Linked DNA regions of Sus scrofa: all the other regions are linked to region 3. The links are chromatin contacts, called in public HiChIP or PLAC-seq maps. All regions are on one chromosome and are shown on one strand. The core of a region is the stretch at or near the end of the contact, and the rest is flanking DNA. Distances in the headings are between cores, read along the strand shown.

Region 1 (3,609 bases), core at 9-2,508, 440 kb before region 3:
TTTTTACTCCATGGCAGGTGCAACACTGCAAATTTTCATGAAGGATGTATTTTCCAAAATAAAACAAAAAAGAGTGGGATTCTTTACTTGTCCTTGATGCAGCTGGTGCTATGTAATTAATGGACACATGACTCTCAAAGACTAAGTGCTGCCCTTTGTCTAGTAAGATGAGACAAGCACCCGACATCAGGAAGCTCTGTGCCTTTGCTTGTCTAGTAGAAGTTACAGCAGTGGGCAAAGTCTTTTTTTTAATACAGTGAACTTCTACACAGGTTCACATGAAATGAGATAATTTGTTCCTTGTGGATGTTGCTGATATGAGGTAATAGTGACTATTTTAAAAGGAACTGACATCTAGTGATGGGAAGTTCTTTTTTTCACCGTTTATTGTTATAAAGGTCACGAACGAATGCTCTCTTACTAGCTAAGTTTTTATGCCAAAAAGCATGCACAGAATAGCAGTCCCATCACATGACCTTTGGGAGCAAAGATATTCCTGAAGTCAAATAAATTTTGGACAATGCTGTAAAATTATGAGTATCCACTTCTGAGGGAGTTAAAATGCACATTAGCTTCTACAATATTCTGAGGAATACTACAGCAATGACATCTGTTTAACTTTGAATAACACAGGATTTCTCCAAATTAATAATATCCTAGAATTAGTATTCAAAAGGATATATATATATATACATACACACACACACATACACACACACACACACACACATGAAAAAAACAAATGTACATGGTCTGCTTAGAAATTCTTAAGTGTTACTTTGGGGAAAAGATGTTAACTTTTGTAAAAGGTCCAAACAGGAAAGAGCACAGAATAAACTGCAATTTGCATACCCCAAATGCAGTCATTTAAACTCAGAAATTTCCCACCTGCCCTTTACGACATGTTGGACGAATAATGCCTTCTATTCAACATGTGTGTGTGGAAATATGCTTACAAGCACGTATGTGTGGAAATATTTGACACGAAAGTAACAGTACAGAGAAATCATGTAGGATTGTAGCTGGATCAGCTAGATGGAATATGCTAAGGTTTGCCCTAAATTTTTAAAATACTCATCATTTTCAAAAAAAAAAAATTAACTGCATTTCAAACCACTTGCTGCTGGAGGGAACTACTACGAAACTGCATCAACTCATTAACCCAGATTCCAGTTGGCATTTTCCCAACTCAGACTCACCACGGCCACTGCCTTCGAAAGCAACAGTTCCTCGGCACTAATGGTAGTGAAGTAGGCCACATTTGTTAGCACATAGCCAGTGGTGACAATGGCCATGGATATACATATCGCAAGGGGGATGGTTCTGAAATACACAAAGGAATAGCTTATTAGTCATCTTTTGTTAGTCGTTTCTCTGAAACCAAAGACAACAAGCTAATCCAAAGAAAGATTAAAATAGTATGGATAATTTCAGGTTCTGCTGGGCATGTATAAACATTTCATCAGGGTGAAGTACCACCTCTTTCTTTGTAATGGAATAAAGTCCATGAGGGGAGATACTACATTGTCTTGCCCACTGCTCTATCCCATTCTTGTGCTCCATAAATCCCATAGCACTGGTTCACCAACTTGAGCATGCATCACCTGAAAGGCTTGTTGAAACAGATTGCTGAGTCTATCTCGAGAGTGTCTGATTCAGGAGGATTTACATTTCTAACACATTCCTGGGTGATTCTGATGCTGTTGGCCAGGGGACCACACTTTGAGATTCACTGTCCTATATGCCTTTCTAACACTGGTTCACTTGCCTTGACACCTTTCCAAAGAGGTCTTTTGCATTCAGTGTTTTCCCCTCAGTAATGCCCCTTGCAATCAAAAAAGTGTGTGCTTTTGGAAGCGTGAGAAGAGGATACATCCACCTTTCTAAGTAACGGTAATAATTTTGAATATAACACAAAAAGCCAGGAAATGCTCCCAATAATGGCTTTGCTCTGCCCTGCTGTGAGTTCAAAGGAAGCTCAAGATCATGAGTATCTATTAAAGCAACAGCATAGATAATCCCATGAAATTAAAGGTGACATGCTGTGAAGTACATATGACCAGACAGTGCTGACACTATGTGGCATCAAGAAGTACCCGGCACCAATGCAATGTTATGTCTTCATTTAATGCACTGGGAAAGTCAGGAAGTTACTGACCCTAATAATTTGATTCCATGTTACCAATACACATTACTTGCTAGCATAATCACCTCTTCAGATATTTTCCAGTTCAAGCAACTTAAACCTTCAGTGCCTTGCACAAAGGCTGATGGGTTCTTTTAGCCATAGAGCTTATCAGCCCTCATGGAGCCTTAACCCTGCTGGGTGCCACTAATGAAGACCTCCATATAATTTCTTGCAGGATGAAAATTCAGTTCCGAACCAGGGAAAAAAAAATAAAGGCACAGCCTGCCTCACTCCCCAAGTGGTGTGTTGAGCGCACAAAGTCCCAGCTCATTACGCTGAATTCTCTATCCCCTGTTGAGAACAGGCAAACCTAGCCCATCAGCAACTGCCATTCATTATGCTGCTTGGAGCCTGACACGTCCCCTGATCCCCAAAGCCTTAAGCCTTGATGGGGAAACACATTGACCTCTAAAATCCTGGTATCCTAATAGGAAAGGAGCAGATGTTTCTCTTTCCCAGTGTGAAGAGGGTCCCGTGGAATTTTCTGCTCACACTATAACATGCATTGCTCCATTGCTCGTTGTGACTGATGAATGTTAAATGTAAGCAAAGGAAATCACTGGGCCAGTTAAATACAGAGGGGTAAATGGCACAAGGCGAGTTAAAGACAGATTCTGTTTCTTTGAAAGAAAGGTGATGGATCAATGCAAATGGGTAAGAAGGGGAGCATGAAGATGTATACGCAGCTTTTCAGCCACTCCCTGTATTATCTTAAACCTGAATCCTTTAGCTTTTATAACTTCCCACATGCAGTTTTAAGTTCTTTCTGTGGAGGAACGAAGCAGACAGGGAGGGAGAGAGAAAGAGACTCTCTAGAGATTCCTTGCAAATGTAGGATTAAGAAACACAAAGGCTCTGCTATCTGCTAGAAAGGGGACTTACTGCAAAGTGCACTGAAGTCACCTAACCTGTCCAAGACAGACAGTGCTGTCAGGTCACATGATGCTGCAAATGGGGCAGAGGATAGTGAGTGTGAAAGTTGGCTGTGGTTCCCGCAGCCCAGCATCTAGCCCCCCAGCTTATCATCTCCAGGGCAGCCTCCTTGCTTCCTGCCTGGAGATTCTGGGCTTTCTGAGAGAGGGTTTCTAAGTTGATTTTAGCAGAAGAGGAACTTAAAAAAAAATACAACCTTTCAGGTTAGTTTCCCTATTTTACCTTCCTCAGCGTGTCAACTGCAAAAACAGCAGCAGCAGCTGTTGCTATTTACTCAGTGGCCGCTATGTACCACCATTTCATTAGCTACTTTACATATTTCCCTCATTTTCTCCTTCGAAAATGCTATGAGTTAAGAGCATCCTCACCATTTTACACCTGAGGAAATGAAGTAGAGAGTTTTAATAACTGTTCAAGGATGCACAGCTGGTAAGTGGAAACCCAAAACCCAGCCACCAATCTATCCTACCTTGAAGTCAGAGCATTAA
Region 2 (3,666 bases), core at 971-3,470, 290 kb before region 3:
GTGAAAGTGGACATCCTTGTCTTGTTCCAGATTTTAGTGGGAAGGCTTTCAGCTTTTCTCCACTGAGTATTATACTGGCTATGGGTTTGTCATTAATGGCTTTTACTATGTTAAGATATGCTCTCTCTATACCCACTTTGGCAAGAGTTTTTATCATGAATGCATGTTGAACTTTATCAAATTTTTTTTCTGCATCTCTTGAGATGACCATGTGGTTTTTTACTTTTGTTAATGTGGTGTATAACATTGATTTCTGTATGTTGAACGATTTTCATGAACCTGGGATGAATCCCACTTGGTTGTGGTGCATGATCTTTTATATATGTTGTTGGATTTGGTTGGCTAAAATTGCATTGAGAATTTTTGTGTCTATATTTGTCAAAGATTTTGGCCTATAATTTTTTTGGTAGTGTCTTTTTCTGGTTTTGGTATTAGGGTGTTTGTGGTTTCACAGAATGTCTTGGGGGTATTCCTTCTCCTTTAAGCATTTGGAAAAGTTTAAGAAGGATGATAAAAGTTCTTCTTTGTATGCTAGGTAGAATTTTCCTATGAAGCCATCTGGTACTGGACTTTTGTTGTAGGGAGTTTTTTTAATTACATATTCAATTTTAATTATAGTAATGGGTCTGTTCAAATGATCTTTTTCTTCTTGGTTGAGTTTTGGTGGGCTGTATGTTGAAGATTGTCCATTTCTTCTAGATTTTCAAATTTGTTGGCATATAATTGTAGAAGTCTTTCAAGTTTTGTGTGTGTGTGTGTGTGTGTGTGTGTGTGTGTTTCTGCAGTATCCATTGAGATTTCTCCTTTTTCATTTCTCATGAATGCATGTATATTTGAGTTTTCTCTTCTTCTATGTGAGTCTGGCCAGAGATTTGTCAATTTCATTTATTCTTTCAAAGAGCCAGCCCTTGATTTTGTTGATTTTTTCTATTGTTTTTTGAATCTATTTTATTGATTTCCTCTCTGGTCTTTATTGGTCCCTTCCTTCTGCTGACTTTAGGTTTTGTTTGTTCTTTTTCTAATTCTTAGTAGTAGTAACCTTACATAGTAGGTTAAGTTGTTGATTTGAGATTTTTCTTCTTTTTTTGAGGAAGACTGGTATTGCTATGAACTTCCCTATAAGAACTGCTTTTGCAGCATCCCATAGATTTTGAATGGTTGTGTTTCATTATCATTTGTCTCAAGGTATTTTTTTAATTTCCCTTTTGATTTTCTCATTGACCCATTGGTTTTTTAATAGCATGTTGTTTAATCTCCATGTAGTCCAGGTTTTTTTCTTTTCCTATGGTATATTTCTAGTTTCAGGCCATTGTGGTCAGAGAAGATGCTTTAAATAGTTTCTATACTCTTAAATTTGTTGAGATTAGTTTTGTGCTCCAGCATGTGGTCAATCCTTGAGAATGTTCCATGTGTGCTTAAAAAGAATGTATACACTATATTTCACTAGCAGTTCTCAATGCAGGTACTCCTTGGATGACTGCTTAGAATTCTTTAAGGCCTTGGGCATCTAGCTGTATACTTTCAATATCTTTCTGCTAAGTTTTCTTTGCTCTTTCAAGCTGTCCTCTTGAACAAGGTCTAAAATGATCATCTACCACTATTCTCTCCTATGGCTCACAATCTGTCCATGGGAAACTTCTAAACTTTGCTTTCATTAGGAGTGCAATTACATGCTGTGTTAGTTTTCTAGGGCTTGTAACAAAGTACCATGAACTGATTAGATTAAAATAGAAATGCACTTTCACTCAGTTCTGGAGACTATAAATCCAAAAGAAGGTGTTGGCAGGGCATTAATCCTATAGGGAAAATTCACTCCAGCCTCTTCTACAGACTTCTAGTATTTGCCAGCAATCCTTGGCATTCCTTGGCTTGTAGATACATCATTCTCATCTCTGCCTGTCATCAGATGGCCATTTTCTCTGTGTGTGTCTCTCTACTCTTAAGGACACTTTCCAAATTAGGACCTACTATAATTTTATATTGCCTCATCTTGACTTGATTTTGCCTACACAAAGACCCTATTTCCAAATTGGGTTACACTATGCAGATACTGGGGGTTGGGACTTCAACATAGTTTTTGGAGGGGAAGCAGTAAAATCCATAACACTTAGCAACGATTCTAATGGTAGCCTTCTGCTCTACTGCCACTGGATCCCCAAGCTGATGCTCACCTTTCTCAGGCATGAGATAAGCACCAACATCAGTGTCCCTCAAGCTCTCGGAATCATCTCTTTAGAGTTCCTCTTACTGCATTGAAGTGAAAAGAAAAACCCCTTCCCACCCAACACCCACTTCCTTTAAAGTCTCACAAAGATAATAGCATCTCCCTTGGAAAATGGGCAGAGTTAGCACCTATTATATTAGGACGTCAATCAAAATTTAAGTCAAAATTGTACAATATTTACATATACAATTTTGAGAGTAGTTTAACAATACTTATGTTAAAGCAGATGCATACTCAGGCACATGTGTCATCAGAAATTTCATTCACGGAGTTCCCGTCATGGCTCAGTGGTTAACAAATCTGACTAGGAACCATGAGGTTGTGGGTTTTATCCCTGGCCTTGCTCAGTGGGTCAAGATCTGGCATTGCCATGAGCTGTGGTGTAGGTCACAGACACGGCTCAGATCCCGTGTTGCTGTGGCTGTGGTGTAGACCAGCAGTTACAGCTCCAATTAGACCCCTAGCCTGGGAACCTCCATATGATGTGGAAACAGCCCTAGAAAAGGAAAAAAAAAAAAAAAGAAAGAAATTTCATCCTCAAGGGTCTAAATAGAAAGCATACATCCCCCAAAGTAAGATTTATGCCCTCTCTGTTGCTTCCTTAATGGGTAAAGCCAGATGATCTTTATTAAAAAGTCATGTGGCATTACTGACTCATAAATATGTAGTGTGATGAGTAATAAACCCCAAAGTACAATAACTGAAATCAGTAAGTCATGCAGAAGACTAAAATTAGCCTGTATCCTAAAAAGGCATCCCTCCAAATGATTTTTGTTAAATAAATAATAAAAGTGGTAATTAGATGTCTTTTACATAATTGACTTGGTGAAATTCAGGTGAAAATTAAAATGGCCAAAAATAAGCATAAAAAAATAAGCATAAAAAGGAAAAAGTAAAAGAAGAATCTGAAAGGATGGGAATAGTCAAGAAACTGAATAACTGTTTTAAGAGTTGTTGAATATAGTTAAAATAATAAAAGGTAGAGCAAACAGTGGTTTTATTTCATGGCTCATGAAAACAACTAACTTTTGTAGACTCCATTATGAGAAAACTATTAGCTGTCTACATAAAAACTAAGATCAAATGACTATATTTGTAATCATTCTTGAGATGTGGAATGTACATGATCATATGTTTATAGCACACACTACCACCCACTGCATAGCTCGTGGCCCCATTGATCATAATCTTATCTACCAAGTGCCAAGAGCTATAGGAAATCTACGTGAGAGAGAATAATGATAGTTACTTCTTTTCTAAATTGCATCGGATAACATCCTTTTTTCCCGCCAATATATACATCTATTTGAGATTTAATCTAAGTGCAAATGTCCAAACTACTTCACTGAGTCAAAAAAGCTACTTAGCACTATTAAAATTTTTGGTAAACATGTGTATTATCACCTCTCCCCCAATAAACTTAAACTGATTCCCTAATATAT
Region 3 (3,861 bases), core at 477-2,976:
TAACCACATTGGGCCAATGCAGATGTAAGACTACAAGATGTGACCTCATTGCTCCAGTGTGTTCTAATCCAGCATGCTCGGACCTGTAGTTCAGTGGGTAGCCATGCTTGAGCGAAAAGCAAGCCTTAAAAAGGTATGTGCGTGAGGGGAAAAGCATCCACTACACACAGAGGGGAGCAGCCTGCCAGGCTCCAGCATAAGCACAACACAGCCCGGGAGGAGGCAGATCTGGAAACTTCTCCTTCCAAAATCCATCGCTCCTTTCCCTCTGCCTGAGGGTCCAACTGGGAGCAGGGAGCTGAGGAGCAATTCCTCACATGAATGAAGTGGGGAGGGAGGGCTGTCCCAGCACTCAAGGCCTCAGAAGCCAGGAGCGCCAACGTGATTAAATAATTGAACTGTCTCACCTTGCCCAGTCAAGCTGGATTCCAAAGAGCGTAATTAATCTTCATAGTGCCTGTTATTCCCTGCCCTGTGATTCTTCTGCTCCTGCTCAAAGTTGTTTCCCAACTGCCTGCTTCCTGCACCAGAAAAAAGGGGAGGAGGAAGGAAAGAGAAAGACTGCCTCACGGAAGGGCATCAATGGAAAGTTACCTTCCAACCTCGTCTTGATGAATCACCCCCGCCCTGCCAACCAATGGTAGAATCCACAGTGTAAGTGCTGTAATTTTATAAGCAAATTTCAGAGAAACAAAGATGGCTGGGGGTTTATGGTTATTCTGGGAGGATGACTTTTAGAACTTTTCCTTCAAGAAATCTTGCACCGTTGTAATTCACAAGCCCAGAAAGTATGCAAAGACTGGAACAAGGAAGGAAGCCAAGGCCGGTGCCCAGCCTGGCCTCAGTCTCCAAGAGAATCATTGCTCGAAAGCAAAGCCAGAAAGTGGGAAGGGCCATCATGGCACAGGCGTTTAAATTCATTCATTCCTTCAGCAAATTTACTGAGTGTCTTCCACACCAGGCACGTTCTAAGAACTTAGGATATACCATCAACAAATAGACACAATTCCTGGACTGGTGGAACTGATATTCCTAAAGCCGAAGATTGGATCTGTTTTTAATTCACTCGCATTTGATCCAGTAATAGTAAGAGTCATTATAAAAATGCAAAATTTGAGCATCTATTTATTTCACATCATTCCCTATAAAGTGATGGCTTGACTCCTGTAAAAGTATGTTTGTGTGGTTGCATAAAGGTGACTGCGATCCCCAGGAGCTTCTCAGACCCTTGCAAATTGTGAGCCTGATTTCACATCAAGAAGGAGAAGGGAAGGAGCTTTCCAGTCAGCTCATCTACCAGCACCTCAAAATGACCAGCGATGCCAAGGCACGCCAGCTGCCAGGTCTGCCTCTTCCTGGAGGGAAGTAGGTAGGGGAGTAGCTGCTTGGCAACAAGACAAGGACAGTGATATAAGATGGGAGAGCCAAAGGAAAAGTGAGAAAAGGGAAAAATAATCTCACTGCATTATCCACAACCCCTAAGTGTGTATTAATGGACCGATAAAGTATGCCCTGGAGAGTCTTAATACTACAATATTAAACTCTGTACACCCGGAAAAGCAAAGATGGCACATTATAACAAAGAGAGTTTGGGTTCTGTGTTGTTGGTTTTCTGGTTCTTGCTAATGTTCTGGTTTTTAGCTTTGCTAGCTTGGATATATTTTCCTTTAAAGGGCTGCTTGCCACAGAGACTATTTTCCAACCAAAGTGCAATGCTGCCCCCTCGTGATAGAACGGTGTAAGAGCACCTATAGAAATCAAGCATCTCTGCAACTCTACATCTCTACAGTTCTGCCTAGATTTCATTTTGCTATCATTTCATCCTCCAAAAATGCAAATATTTCATCCTTAAAGAGCCTCTGCACAGAGATATTTTCTGTCTCAGCCTAGTTCACACAAGTAATCAACACAGCGTTTTATTCTCAAATATGAACTGTGTGCTGATTACAAAACAAGCAGTGGTGGGGAGTGGATTTCTCCCCCTTTTTGCCTATAAATTAAGCGATCTCCCCAGAGAAAGCTCAGAAATCAGGCCTATTTCATATAACCTTTAGAATCCTGATTGGAATTCTCACTGGAAAGACATTTACTGAGAACTCAAGCTCAAGGAAATCAATGCCTGGGTCTGACAGACATTCAGCTTCCAGACAAATGTATTTGATTTCAGATCATCCTTCAATCTTTGTAGCGGGAATAAACCTGAGACTGAAAAGTGAAAATAACATTGCAGGTGATACACTGCGCTACCAGGAGCTGCCTTCCTGCATTGTATTAAAACACAATTGTTATCTGAGAGGAAATTATATTATATGAAAACACGCGAGGAGGGGTTGAGTGGAGAATTCCCCCCTTCCATGATCAGCCAAGGTCAAGTGTTATATGATCCCTATTTTCCTCGAACCATGGCTCCAACCACCTGCATCAGAATAATTTTGGAGTTTGTTAAAAATGCCCAGTCAAGATCTATTAAATCTGGAAATCTTGGTGTAGCATCTAGAAGTCTGCGCTTTACCAAGCTTTTTGGTAAAATGTGTGGACTAAACTTGGAGAACCATTGAGTTAACTTTAATACAAATTTTTAATTTCCATTGAGAAGATTTTCCTATTCAACTCACAAATACTATAAAGCTATAGAATAACAAAAATATCTATTTATCAATTAACAAATTTCCTTGATTTTCTACAAAATTGAAGGATATCACTGGACCGTGGAAGGAACTCTCCAACCAGTAAACAGTCATAATGGTCAACTGAAATCGTAAATATCATTTGGTTGTTGCTGGTGATCATTTCTAACTGTACTTCTTACCCCAAAGCCATTCTTTCAAAAAGCCCCATCAGTAAGTAGCATGAAATGATTCATTAAGCAGAAACATTTACTCAATCAGAAGGTAAGACAGCCTTGAGGGTACCACACAGCTCTCTGCTCTCATAGAGAAAGACCTGATAACCAAACAAAAGAAGAAGAAAAAGGAAACAGAAAAAGAAAAAAAAAAAAAAAGCCAAGCAACTAGCACTCCCCTAAACTTCATGGCTGCCCCTGGTGCTCCCTCCCACTTCCCACTCTGCTCCCTGAGCCCCACTTCTCAGCCTCTCTCTGTCATCACTTTGTGGCCACTTATCATTGTCATCAGGCCCAGGTCTAGGCCTAGATGAGGAGCGAGTCCTGCAAGCCAGGTGCCAGCCCAGTCAGACCATCTCCATGCAGGCTGCAGCACTCCAGTGGGTACCAGTTCCAACACGTTGTATTTCATTGTTCCCCTTGATTCCCTGATGAGCCACAGGAGGGGACATCAAGAGATTGATAAGGGCTGCATCTTTGCTCAAGGAACCAGCATGAGCTTAAAAGAGGGTCTACCCCCTCACCCAGCTGTCAGCCACCAGCACAAAGAGCCAGATCCTCCACGTTTCATAGCCATTTTCTGGGGAGAGTCCCACCAGGCTGGGCTCACCAGAGAGGCCAACCATGAAAAGGAGTCTCCTTCTCACTCACACCACTGGGAGAGCAGACTGATGGAAAAATCTTGAAAGGGCCCAACGGTCAAGCCGATGGCCAAGAGAGACAGCCAAGGGGGAAGGTCTGAAAGCATGAATGACTTTAAGAAAAGAGCCTTTTGGAGGATGTGAAGAAAAGGAAACCCTTGTACACTGTTGGTGGGAATGTACATCTTGCAGCCACTATGGAAAACAGTATGAAGGTTTCTCAAAAGACTAAAAGTAGAATTGCATATGACCCAGAAATTCTACTCCTGGGCATATATCCTTGAAAAAACAAAAACACTACTCTGACAAGATACATGCACCCCAATGGTCCTAGCAGCATGATTTACAATTGTGAAGGTACTGAAGCAACTTAAGCAT

What was found. HiChIP or PLAC-seq counts read pairs in DNA pulled down with a chosen protein or histone mark.
Region 1: a contact with region 3 is called in an H3K27ac HiChIP or PLAC-seq map of alveolar macrophages. The contact joins two enhancer-like sites. A contact is called at or near these places in 1 of 47 Hi-C or Micro-C datasets (embryonic fibroblasts) and 1 of 2 datasets of contacts at active chromatin or transcription factors (alveolar macrophages).
Region 2: a contact with region 3 is called in an H3K27ac HiChIP or PLAC-seq map of alveolar macrophages. The contact joins two enhancer-like sites. A contact is called at or near these places in 1 of 47 Hi-C or Micro-C datasets (embryonic fibroblasts) and 1 of 2 datasets of contacts at active chromatin or transcription factors (alveolar macrophages).

The regions. Positions count from the first base shown.
Region 1 is chr8:88,663,075-88,666,683 of Sscrofa11.1, reverse strand. It overlaps SLC7A11 (cystine/glutamate transporter), which reads right to left. Exons shown (of 12, transcript XM_021101587.1): 7 at 1,200-1,323. Among named protein-coding and RNA genes, the nearest start is that of SLC7A11, 57 kb to the right of the region's middle. Within about 2 kb of position 1,258, at least 3 of the 83 cell types and tissues checked have an H3K27ac peak or open chromatin away from gene starts, as enhancers often do. A contact at or near this core is called in alveolar macrophages, where this site is marked.
Region 2 is chr8:88,518,320-88,521,985 of Sscrofa11.1, reverse strand. No RefSeq gene overlaps it. Among named protein-coding and RNA genes, the nearest start is that of SLC7A11, 88 kb to the left of the region's middle. Within about 2 kb of position 2,220, at least 3 of the 83 cell types and tissues checked have an H3K27ac peak or open chromatin away from gene starts, as enhancers often do. A contact at or near this core is called in alveolar macrophages, where this site is marked.
Region 3 is chr8:88,226,211-88,230,071 of Sscrofa11.1, reverse strand. All of the region lies in intron 5 of LOC110262153 (a long non-coding RNA gene), which reads right to left. Among named protein-coding and RNA genes, the nearest start is that of NOCT, 320 kb to the right of the region's middle. Within about 2 kb of position 1,726, at least 8 of the 83 cell types and tissues checked have an H3K27ac peak or open chromatin away from gene starts, as enhancers often do. A contact at or near this core is called in alveolar macrophages, where this site is marked.